Linked DNA regions of Sus scrofa: region 1 is linked to region 2. A link is a contact called in public HiChIP or PLAC-seq data. All regions are on one chromosome and are shown on one strand. Each heading gives the region's core, a stretch centred on a gene start, on an enhancer-like site or on the middle of the called end of the contact. The rest is flanking DNA. Distances are from core to core; before and after follow the strand shown. Region 1 has its middle 29 kb from the start of FRMD8. Region 2 overlaps LOC102163816 (a long non-coding RNA gene).

What was found. HiChIP or PLAC-seq counts read pairs in DNA pulled down with a chosen protein or histone mark.
Region 1: a contact with region 2 is called in an H3K27ac HiChIP or PLAC-seq map of skeletal muscle. The contact joins two enhancer-like sites. A contact is called at or near these places in 4 of 5 promoter capture datasets (fetal liver, fetal skeletal muscle, liver and 1 more), 35 of 47 Hi-C or Micro-C datasets (adipose tissue, alveolar macrophages, blood and 17 more) and 2 of 2 datasets of contacts at active chromatin or transcription factors (alveolar macrophages and skeletal muscle).

Annotation. Positions count from the first base shown.
Region 1 is chr2:6,812,375-6,817,206 of Sscrofa11.1, forward strand. No RefSeq gene overlaps it. Among named protein-coding and RNA genes, the nearest start is that of FRMD8, 29 kb to the right of the region's middle. Within about 2 kb of position 3,262, at least 57 of the 83 cell types and tissues checked have an H3K27ac peak or open chromatin away from gene starts, as enhancers often do. A contact at or near this core is called in adipose tissue, alveolar macrophages, brain and 9 more, where this site is marked.
Region 2 is chr2:6,756,166-6,760,657 of Sscrofa11.1, forward strand. It overlaps LOC102163816 (a long non-coding RNA gene), which reads left to right. Exons shown (of 4, transcript XR_002341443.1): 1 at 1-1,708; 2 at 2,194-2,409. Among named protein-coding and RNA genes, the nearest start is that of SCYL1, 25 kb to the left of the region's middle. Within about 2 kb of position 2,621, at least 72 of the 83 cell types and tissues checked have an H3K27ac peak or open chromatin away from gene starts, as enhancers often do. A contact at or near this core is called in adipose tissue, alveolar macrophages, brain and 9 more, where this site is marked.

The DNA of each region.
Region 1 (4,832 bases), core at 2,012-4,511, 57 kb after region 2:
TTAAGAAGCCCTGTTGTGATTTTTATTTTTAAAAGTTAATTAAAACGTTACATTTCCCCCCCCATTGCCTTTTGATAACTTGAGGGGCATGTATCATGGCTTTGTTATTCTCAGTTAACCAAGGCCTTGGAGGTTTGAAATGTTTCATCAGAAAAGATGTTCTTGTTGGGACAGAATACTTTATGATTATTCATTATGTAATAAATGGAAAAAGGCAGTTGCAAAGTAATGAAAAGCAAGATCTTGTTTGTGCAGAAAACAACACACGTGTCATTTCTTGGCCATCTGTTCCCAAGGGTAGAGATAGACATTCAATCCCGCTTTACTTCTGGATTGGGAAGTGGGGAAAAAGAGTTTTTGGAAAAACTAGTTTGTCCAGGCCAGTTTGCAGTCTGTGATGGGGGCCTGTTTGAGGACTGCTGCTGGGGAAGCTGCCTGCTGTCTGCCCCCAGGGAGTAGGCCCCCAGGCTGGGTCTCCTAAAATAAGGCAAAAGCAAGCCAGGCACGCTCTGATCCCCTCAGGCCCTCCCCAAGGGCCTGAGCGCTTGGGGAGAATTTCAGAATTGGTAGTTGGCATTTCCTGTGCCAGTGTGGGGCTAGAAGAAAGAGGAAGGACAGCTCCCCTCCCACCCCCCGTATGGCCTCCTTTCAGCCCTGGGCCCCTTCAGCAGGGCGTTGGAAGGACAGTGGTCAGAGTAACCAGAACTGGGAATGGCTTCTCTGACCAACTCCTGCCAGAGGTCGCCTCCCAGAATACCCTCCCACACCCCAGCAAACTGCCTGTGATGACAGGCTCCCTTGGCAACAAGGGGAAGATTTTTTTTCCCCCCTTGCCTCTGCAAGATGGCATCTGCGGGTGGGGCAGGCCAGCTGCCACACCCGCCCTGTGTTCTCAGAAAACTGGTGACTCTCATGTGACCCTCCTCCCAGAAGGTCAAGTAGGTGACAAGCCAGGGCTTGTTCACAGGACTGCTCAGGGAAAGATTCTGGCAGTTTGCTCTTCCCCAAGATCTTCCTCATCCGTCTCATCCTGGCAACATGTCCAGGGGTGGGTCGAGGAGACTGGGCCTGAAAGAACAGTGTGGAAAGAAGGACTTGCCTGTCAGAATGTTCTAGAAAGGCTGGGAGGTGTGTGTAATCCCAAGCAAATGCCTTCCCTGCTGTGTCATAGTGCCAAGCTGTGGGCTCAGCCCTTTATTTATCTCCTAGGCGCCTGAGAGGAGGTAGTCACTGCGGAGTGGCTTGCTACTTTTTTTGGCCACGTCTGCAGCAGGCAGAAATAGCTGGGTCAGGGAGTGAACCTGAGCCAGGGCAGTGACAACGCCGGATCCCTAACCCACTGTGCCACAAGAGAACTCCTGTAGCTTGCTTTTTTCTCTCTCTGGTCTAATTACCTTCCTCATCCACACGTCATTCCCAAATCCCAGGAACAAACTGTATTAGATTGTATTTTTCAAAAGAGCAGGAGTAGGTGGAATTAGCAATGCACAAAGCATTAGGATTCTGCGCTGCTTAGGACTCTCCAACACGAAAGGAACTAAGGCCTTCCTTTGTGCCCCTGTGTCTGGAGGGGTCCCACCACCCACTCCATTTTCAAGGATAAATTGGCACAGTGTCCATGGGCCCTGGCTTAGAAGCTCTCCGGGCAGCATGGCTAGCTTTTGTTGGAGCTGGATTGTCTCTGAGGAGGAATGAGGGTAGAAAGCCACACAGGGACCTCTCTGTCCGGCCTTTGGGGCCAAGGCTGTCCTTACAGTGAGATGGACAAATGGAAGGCTCGGGTCCTGCCTCTTTCTGCAAATAAGGCTGAAAATACCTCGGGAGTATTTTTACAGAGAGGAGGGCAGGGCAGCCAGTGCGTCAGCAGATTTCTCCTGAGCAAAACAAGCTGTTCCAGGAAACGGCAGTAAACAAGAGAACTTTGGTCCCTGGGTGGGGCTGGGTGATGAGAGGCCTGCCCCACCCGGGGGGTGGTTGAGACCTGCTCTTCCTGGGGCAGTGCCCTGAGGGGCTCATGGCTGGGGGGACGGGGGGGGGGGAGGACCCCTTGGGCAACATCCGGATTTCAGGGTCAGGGCCAGGGCTCCAAGTCCTTTCTCACAGCCAGGATTGCCTTCCCTTCTCGTTCTGAAGCCTGCTTAGTTTTGTTTTCCTGAAAACACATCAGCCCAGGACGGGTCCCAGGAGAGAGAAGAGGGGCGAGAAAGGGCTGGTGCTTTAGGGTCAAGATGGGTAGGAGGGTGATGATATTGCTGCCACCACTAGAGAATGTGCCAGAACCCTGCTCCCGTCTCTCACAGGCCCAGTACTAGAGCTGTGGCCTCCTGGGTCACCTTGGACTTGTAACGGAGCAGGACCCTGGGAGGCCTTCCCAGAATAGACCCCCACTCATCTCCTCCGCTTGCCTTTTTAGCTATAGAAAAACTTGAACGAACCAATTTAATCAGGGAATGAAAAAAAAAAAAAAAAAAAAACAAAGAAAACAGTAATAACAGCTCAGCCATTCAACAAAGTCAAGGACCTTCAGTTCCTCAGAGACTTTAGATAGGAGTTCCTATTGTGGCTCAGCAGGTCAACAACCAACTAGTACCCAGGAGGATGCAGGTTCAATCCCTGACCCCGAGCAGTGGGTTAAGGACGTGGCATTGCCGTGAGCTGTGGCTGAGGTCACAGACTTGGCTCAGATCTGGCGTGGCTGTGGCTGTGGTGTGGGCCAGTGGCTGCAGCTCTGATTTGACCCCTAGACCGGGAACTTCCATATGCTGTGGGTGCAGCCTTAAAAAGAAATTAAAAAAAAAAGAAAGATAAAGAAAGAAAACCAAAGCCTATAGATAATATTTTGAGCCATGACCCTGGAGCTGTTTTGCAGGTGCTGAAGCTCCCACCGTTTGGAAGAAACCACCTAACTCGATGCTGCCCACAGCACGTAGACCCCAGACCCGATGGAACCAGCACGTTAAAGCTGCCGACTCCCAATGACCTCCCCACCCACCAATCAGGAGCATGTCCAGGAGCTGACCACGGCCGGCTCCTCGGACACTGTAGGACTCCTCACAGTCCCCTCCGAGGGCGGCACCAGCCTGCTGTGTGTTCCCTCTTTGCCTGGCAGTTAAAGCTGCTTTTTCTGCTTCCTCCAACTGTCTCCGTGCTTCTGTCTGGCACTGGTGCCGAGATTTCGACTCTCCCCCTCCCAGGAGCCCCTCGGCCTGGGCCTCTCCCTTCAGAGCCCCAGGGCCCGGGTTTCAGGGCCTGGGTAAGGAAGTGCACAGTCACTGCGTGCTGGCCGGGAGCCCTTCCTGCCCTGGCTCGCCTCCCAGCGGCCCAGCGGGAACAACCCGGACCTCCGCCCAGCCCCCACTGGCCTCTCCTGCCCTGGCAGGAAGCTGGGCCCCAGCCTGGTCTGGCCCACCCTGCTGCAGGCCCCCGGGCAGGCCCTTCGTCAGCTCTCCAGCCGGCTTTCCCTGTTCTCACCTCCTCGCTTTAACAAAAGAGTCTGCCTGGAAGCACTTAACCCAGTGGCTCTGCCTGGAGGTCACCTTCCCAGTGAGACTCCATCCCCACCCCGTCCTGCTGGGACGTGAGCTCCTCAAGGGAGGGCCTTCCGTCTGTTTGTCCTCCCCTGGGCCTCTGAGCTGGCAGTCCCCGAGACGGCCCTGGCGTGGAGCGGATCTTGATAAATGTGTTGACCAAACAGTTGTGCCCACTGTGAGGCTCTCGGTCAATATTTGTGATGTTTCTGGGCTGATCGGAGGAAGGAAATGAGTTCCCAGGTCAACAGCAGGCCCACAAAACAGGTGGCGGGCCCGGATCTGGGGTCCCGTCCACCCCGGACTCCCAAGTCAGGACATATGGAGAGGGTGGTGGGGTCGGGGTGGGGGGACTGCTGTTCCCTGTGGCCGGGGGCCCAGCAGCTCCCAGGAAATGGCTGGTGCAGCTCAGGGAGACAGGGGAGCCTCTCTTGGCGGACGTGGCAGAAGGCGTTTGAGGGGGAGGGTGTCAGGGGTTGGTTCTCCCGGTTTATAAGGCAGAGGAGGAAGTGGGCCAGTCCACCTGCATTTCCTGCTCTCATTTTGGGAGCCCATGTGTGTCCAAAAGAGAGAGGGACAGGAGTTCCCGCTGTGGCACAACGGGATCCGGCAGTGTCTTGGGAGCACTGGGTCTCAGGTTCCATCCTGGCGCAGTGGGTTAAGGATCCAGCATTGTTGCAGCGCAATTTATGCTGTGACTGCATCTTGGATCCGATGCTCCCTGGCCTGGGAACTCCATGTGCCTTGGGGAGGCTGGAAAAGGAAAAAAAGAAAAGGCGGGACAGGCAGGGAGGTGATCCTGTTAGGAGGGGGCTCTCATATGTGTGACCTATGCCTCCTCTGGGGTTCCAAGGGCCCCCCAACTGGGAGCCCCCTGCTTCTAGCGCCAGGCCTTGGGCGAGCCGTGGCTCCAGGAACTAACTGCAACGCCATCAGTCGCCTTCATCCAGCTCTTTGGGACGCTCTGCCGTGTACAGAGGCATCAGGGGGGCCCTGGTGCCCAGCCCCGCTCCCCAGCCTTGCACGAGCCGGCCTGCTGCCTGGAGCTCACGTTGCCCTTTTCCTGCCAACTCCTTCACTGGCTCATGGTCGCCTCCCTGTGTCCAGAAAGCCCTGCTCACCAGACTCTCTTGTCCCCCCTCCCGAGTGCCAAGCACCGACGGGGAGCAGCAGGAAGGCCTGTGGAATGAGGTACCCGGTCCCACAAGCCTTGCCTCCCTGGACCACTGTCGCCCCACCAGTGGCCCCAGACGTCCTCGGGCAGGCCCCCTGTTGCTGACGGAGCAAGTCCCAGCTTTGGGGGGC
Region 2 (4,492 bases), core at 1,371-3,870:
TTGGTCTACTGTAGTTTAAAACCCTCTTCTCAGATCTAACTTCTGCACCACCACAAATTAAAGTTGATGGGCTTTTTAAATAAATTGAACTATTAAAAATTATTTTTCTTAGTTTTGCGTCTTGTACTTATCCAATTTTTTGGCTTCGGACTTTTCTATCTTCCAATTACTTGGACCTCTATCTTGTATGCTTGTCTCCAACAGCTTGTTTCTCATTTTCTACCTCAAACACTCGAACATCTTTTCAACCTTCTCTTTCTAGATGTCTTCTGCCTCCTACCTTCTGGGCTTAGTTTTTTTCTGTCTTCTAAAAGCCGTATTTTTTATCTTCTAGTTTTCCTATCTTCACTAATCTTTTCTTCACCTTCCTGTACTTGTCTTCCGAGTTTTCCACTTCAAATTTCTAATCTTCTTTCTCCACTAATACTTCCATCAACTTCCAAAGAAAGCCTTAAGGCTTCAAATGACGCAGTTTTGATCGCGCCGTGAATTTGAAGGCATTTCTTAAATCACCTTCAACTGACCTTTAAAGATGGCTTTTAAAACATTTTAATCCATCTACGACTGGACTTTAAAAGTATTGTTTAGGTTCTATTTATAGCATTACGTTTGAACAATAATCTAAAAAGCTGCCCTTCAATTTAAGACTTTAAAATTCCATACTTTGCAGTCCTGTCTCGGCAACTCCTTTTAAAATTAGCTTTCTCACTCCATGAAGAAGCTTCAGCTCTTAACCTCCGTCATGTTCTAATATTATCTTTTTTCTTCTTTCTTCCTTTCTCACACTATTTTTTAAGGACGTCTCCATTTTCCCCTAAAATAAGACCTTCTTATTAATTATCAAATCTACTCTCACGAATTTAACTCAAAACTACAGCTCAGTATTTTCGCTAATTTATAATTCCTAGAGAATAAGAGTAATCCCTATCTTAACAGAAAAACTTATCTGCGGTCTCCTCAAGAAGCGTTTCCTGCCTCTCAGCCGTCTCTGCTCTCGCTGCCTCAATGCCTGCCTCCCGACCCGCAGCGCGCGGCGTATTTATAGCCCAAGGACACCTCACACCCCCGTCATCCAATAACCCTCCGCCGCCTTTGTGAGGGAAGCAAAAATAGTTCCTCGGAAGGAGTTAAAAATAGAATCTGGTTTATAAGACTCTAGGTTTTTCCTTAACAGTTTATATAACTTGCTCGCAAACTCTGTACCCAGATGTTTAAGTAGATTTGAACTGAAAACTTGAGTAAAAACAATGGAAACCACGTTTAAACAGACCATCAAACAGCTGACAAAAACTCAGAATTACTTGGAAATGTTTTAGTAGCTTTTAAAATACCTTCTGTGTTTCCTTGGAGTACAGTAGGTACAATTTAGTGCTTTGGAGGCTAGGAAAGTAAAACTAAGTTTGCTGATGGCCTTCATTTCCATTATGTAACCGAGCTTCAGCCTCACAAATAGAGCGGAGCCATCTTAGAAGGACCGAAGGGTGGGAGTTTCGCCCCCATGGGCCGCAGGTCCTGAGGATTATACCACACCGTCTTGATTGCCATTTTATTCGTGAGATCCGATCAGCCCAGGTGATCTATGTAAGAATTGGACTAAATGTGGAAATCCACTTCTGGAAAATGTCTGACAGCCACTCTTTACCACTGTTGCCTGCAACAGAGCTGGTCACGCATCGCAAGGGATTAGGACCAAAATTGAGGCATCCAGGTGGGCTTATCTTAATTTGAAAAACTTCGTGTTTTTATTGTTGATTTAGTAGGTAGGAAACATCAGCTAGGACACCCCTCCCCCCATGCTTTTGGTTGTTGCCTTCTTGGGACATTTTAAATGAAGCCTGGATTAACTTTTTCAAACGTGAACCGTCTCTAAGCTTCTAGGCCTGTCTCTCTAAAGTGTTCAAAACCTAAGTCCAATCAAAACTAACTTTACATGTCCTCTTTAAATTATCTGAAAAGGCCAGGTTTCACCTCCGAAGATATTGCGACCTTGAGCCGTCAGTGGGGGAGGGAACTTGTTCTCAAATTATTTACGAACCTTTACTGCTGGTCTGCTTTTCTAGGTTCTAATGTTTTTACGTATTTTGTATTATCTCTGGTTTGACTCCTTTTAAGACTTTTAAAAGTGGAGCTGGGAGGAAAATAAAATTTTTCTCCAAACCCAAAGCCTCCCTTTCTGCGGTTTTATTTTTAAAGCACCCCGTGTTTCCCACCTGGGTGGAAAAGCGGAGGGAAGCGCCAGGGCGGAACTGGCTGCTGTGTCTCAAGGACTCTAGGAGAAGCCTCGGTCCCCAGGGCGGCAAAGGGGACCCGAGTGAGGCTTGAGGACTTAGAAATGACAATGGCGCCAGGGAGCGTCCCAGATACCGGCTTCCAAGCGGCTAAAGCGGCTGAGGCGCGAAGAAGAAGCAGGTGAGAGGCCCAGCGGGGTGGGCGCGAGCCCCCGGGGCCGAGGGGGTGGGGGACAGGCTTCCCGGCCCAGCGCTGCCCGCGGCCGCAGAAAAGGGAGAAGCGGTGGGGGAGGGGTGCTACCCGAGCGCCGCGCCCCTTCCCCCCGCCCCCCCCAAGCCTGCCTCGCGCAGGGATATGCTGGCCGTGAGCCGCCGCCTCCCTTTGTGAGGCGTAGGCTCGCGGGCGGGCGCCGCCGGTTCTAACCGGTTCCAGCCGGTCCCGGCCGCCTCCGGGAGGGATGGCGGTTGGCGCAGCCCGCCACTGCGCACGCGCGCCCCGCCCCCACAGGGCCCCCGCCGGTCCTGGGGAAAGGGGTGGGGGAGGGCGGACCTGGTCCCCGGCGAGGACCTTCCGGGCTGCCCTTTCGCCCTCGGACCGCTCTTGGGCAGCTCTTCCTTTGCCGGCCCTGTGCCCTCTTTCCCTTTCCAGCCTGGGTCGGCTTTTTCTTCCCCTTTCCTGTTCTTTGTCGTTTCCTCCTTATTGTCGCAAAGTCATCTGTTAATGAAAAATTTGCACGTCATTCCCTTGGAGGTATCAAATTCTGTTTATCGTAACATCCCTTGAGTGCGTGTATGTCACCAGATCTTAGTGTCTAGAATGTTCAAAGGGGTCTCAGACCTTGCAGCTGCCTGGGCACTTTTTTTTTTTTTTTTCTAGAACAATCCAGTGGTGGTGAGCTAACATGGAGAGCGCCAGGGCTTGCGATGGCTTAGAGCGTGGAGGTCAGGACAGGGTGGGGACGGCCACCCTTTATTTCAGAACCTCTGAGATGGTGTGTGTTTAGACAGTGACACCGGCAGGGGAAGATGGAGTTTAGTATCGTGGGGTTGGTTAGGATGGCAACTAAATAACGACATAGGAGTTGTAAAAAGTCCCCGGTCTGTATTTTTAAAACTGCTGGCAATGGTTGTGGAAGGATCTCGAAGCAGGCTTGGGGGCTCTGGCAATTGAGAGTACTGTCTCCTGTTAACCTTCCACCTTCACCCGTCCCCCGCCACGATAAATAAAGCAGGGCCAGTTTAAGCAGCTATTTTAAATGGTCCCTGGCAGAGCTGTTCTTGTTTAATCAGTCTTTCTCCCTGAAGAGTGGAATATTACTGAGATGCAGATGGTTCCCTTCAGACTCAGTCTTGATGTTTGCTCTGGGACTGGAAAATTTTTAGTAGAATTTTACAGCTGGAAGGAGGAACACTGAGTTGGGTCACCTCGTTTTACAGATGGGGATTTGGGGGCCTGGGGAGTTTGTGATTTGCCTAAAACCAGACACAGCTAATTAGTACCTGAACCTATTCTTGAATCGAGGATTTCAACTTCACTGCACCTCTTTTTCTCCCCCACTACCTCCCACCCCACCCTCACCCAGTCCTTCTGTCAGCCCCCACAACTGATGTTTTTGCTAGGGCTGGGGGAGGACCTAGCCCCTGTCTGTCATCTGAGATCTGTCTCCCACTGCGGAGCTGCTGAAATGAATTTTAAGAGTCCTAAAGTGCTTTAAATAATTGTCAGTGCAGCTAAACCAGTCGTCTCCATCCGCCTTACACATGGATGATACTGTTAGAACGGCTGTATGTCACTTGGCTAATTCTCCCTGAATCTGGGGAAAGAGATTTGAACGAAGCTCAGCACTCAGAAGTCTCTTGTGCAGAGAGATGGCTTGCCAAAGCAAGAGACAAATATTCTTGTTTTCCCAGTTGGTAAGTGAAAAACATTTTAGAGGTTATGGACACTAGGCCCAAAGATTTACTGCCTTCATCTCTCCTAGCTCTTGCTTCTCAGAACTGTCTAGCTGTCTCCAAAATGCTCTAATTGCTTCCTCTACTTCCTGATATACTAAGCCTCTTTTTTTCCTGAAAGATGTGTTTAAACAAGATGGCCTAAAATCACCATGTTCTTTGGTGAGAAGGTAAATAATACACTTGCTTAAGTGTTCTTCTGTCAACTCTCTTGAGCTAAGGATCCCTTTAACATAAAACTAAGTTTTCTTGGAGTTCCCGTCGTGGCTCGGTAGTTAACGAGTCCGACTAGGAACCATGAAGTTGAGGGT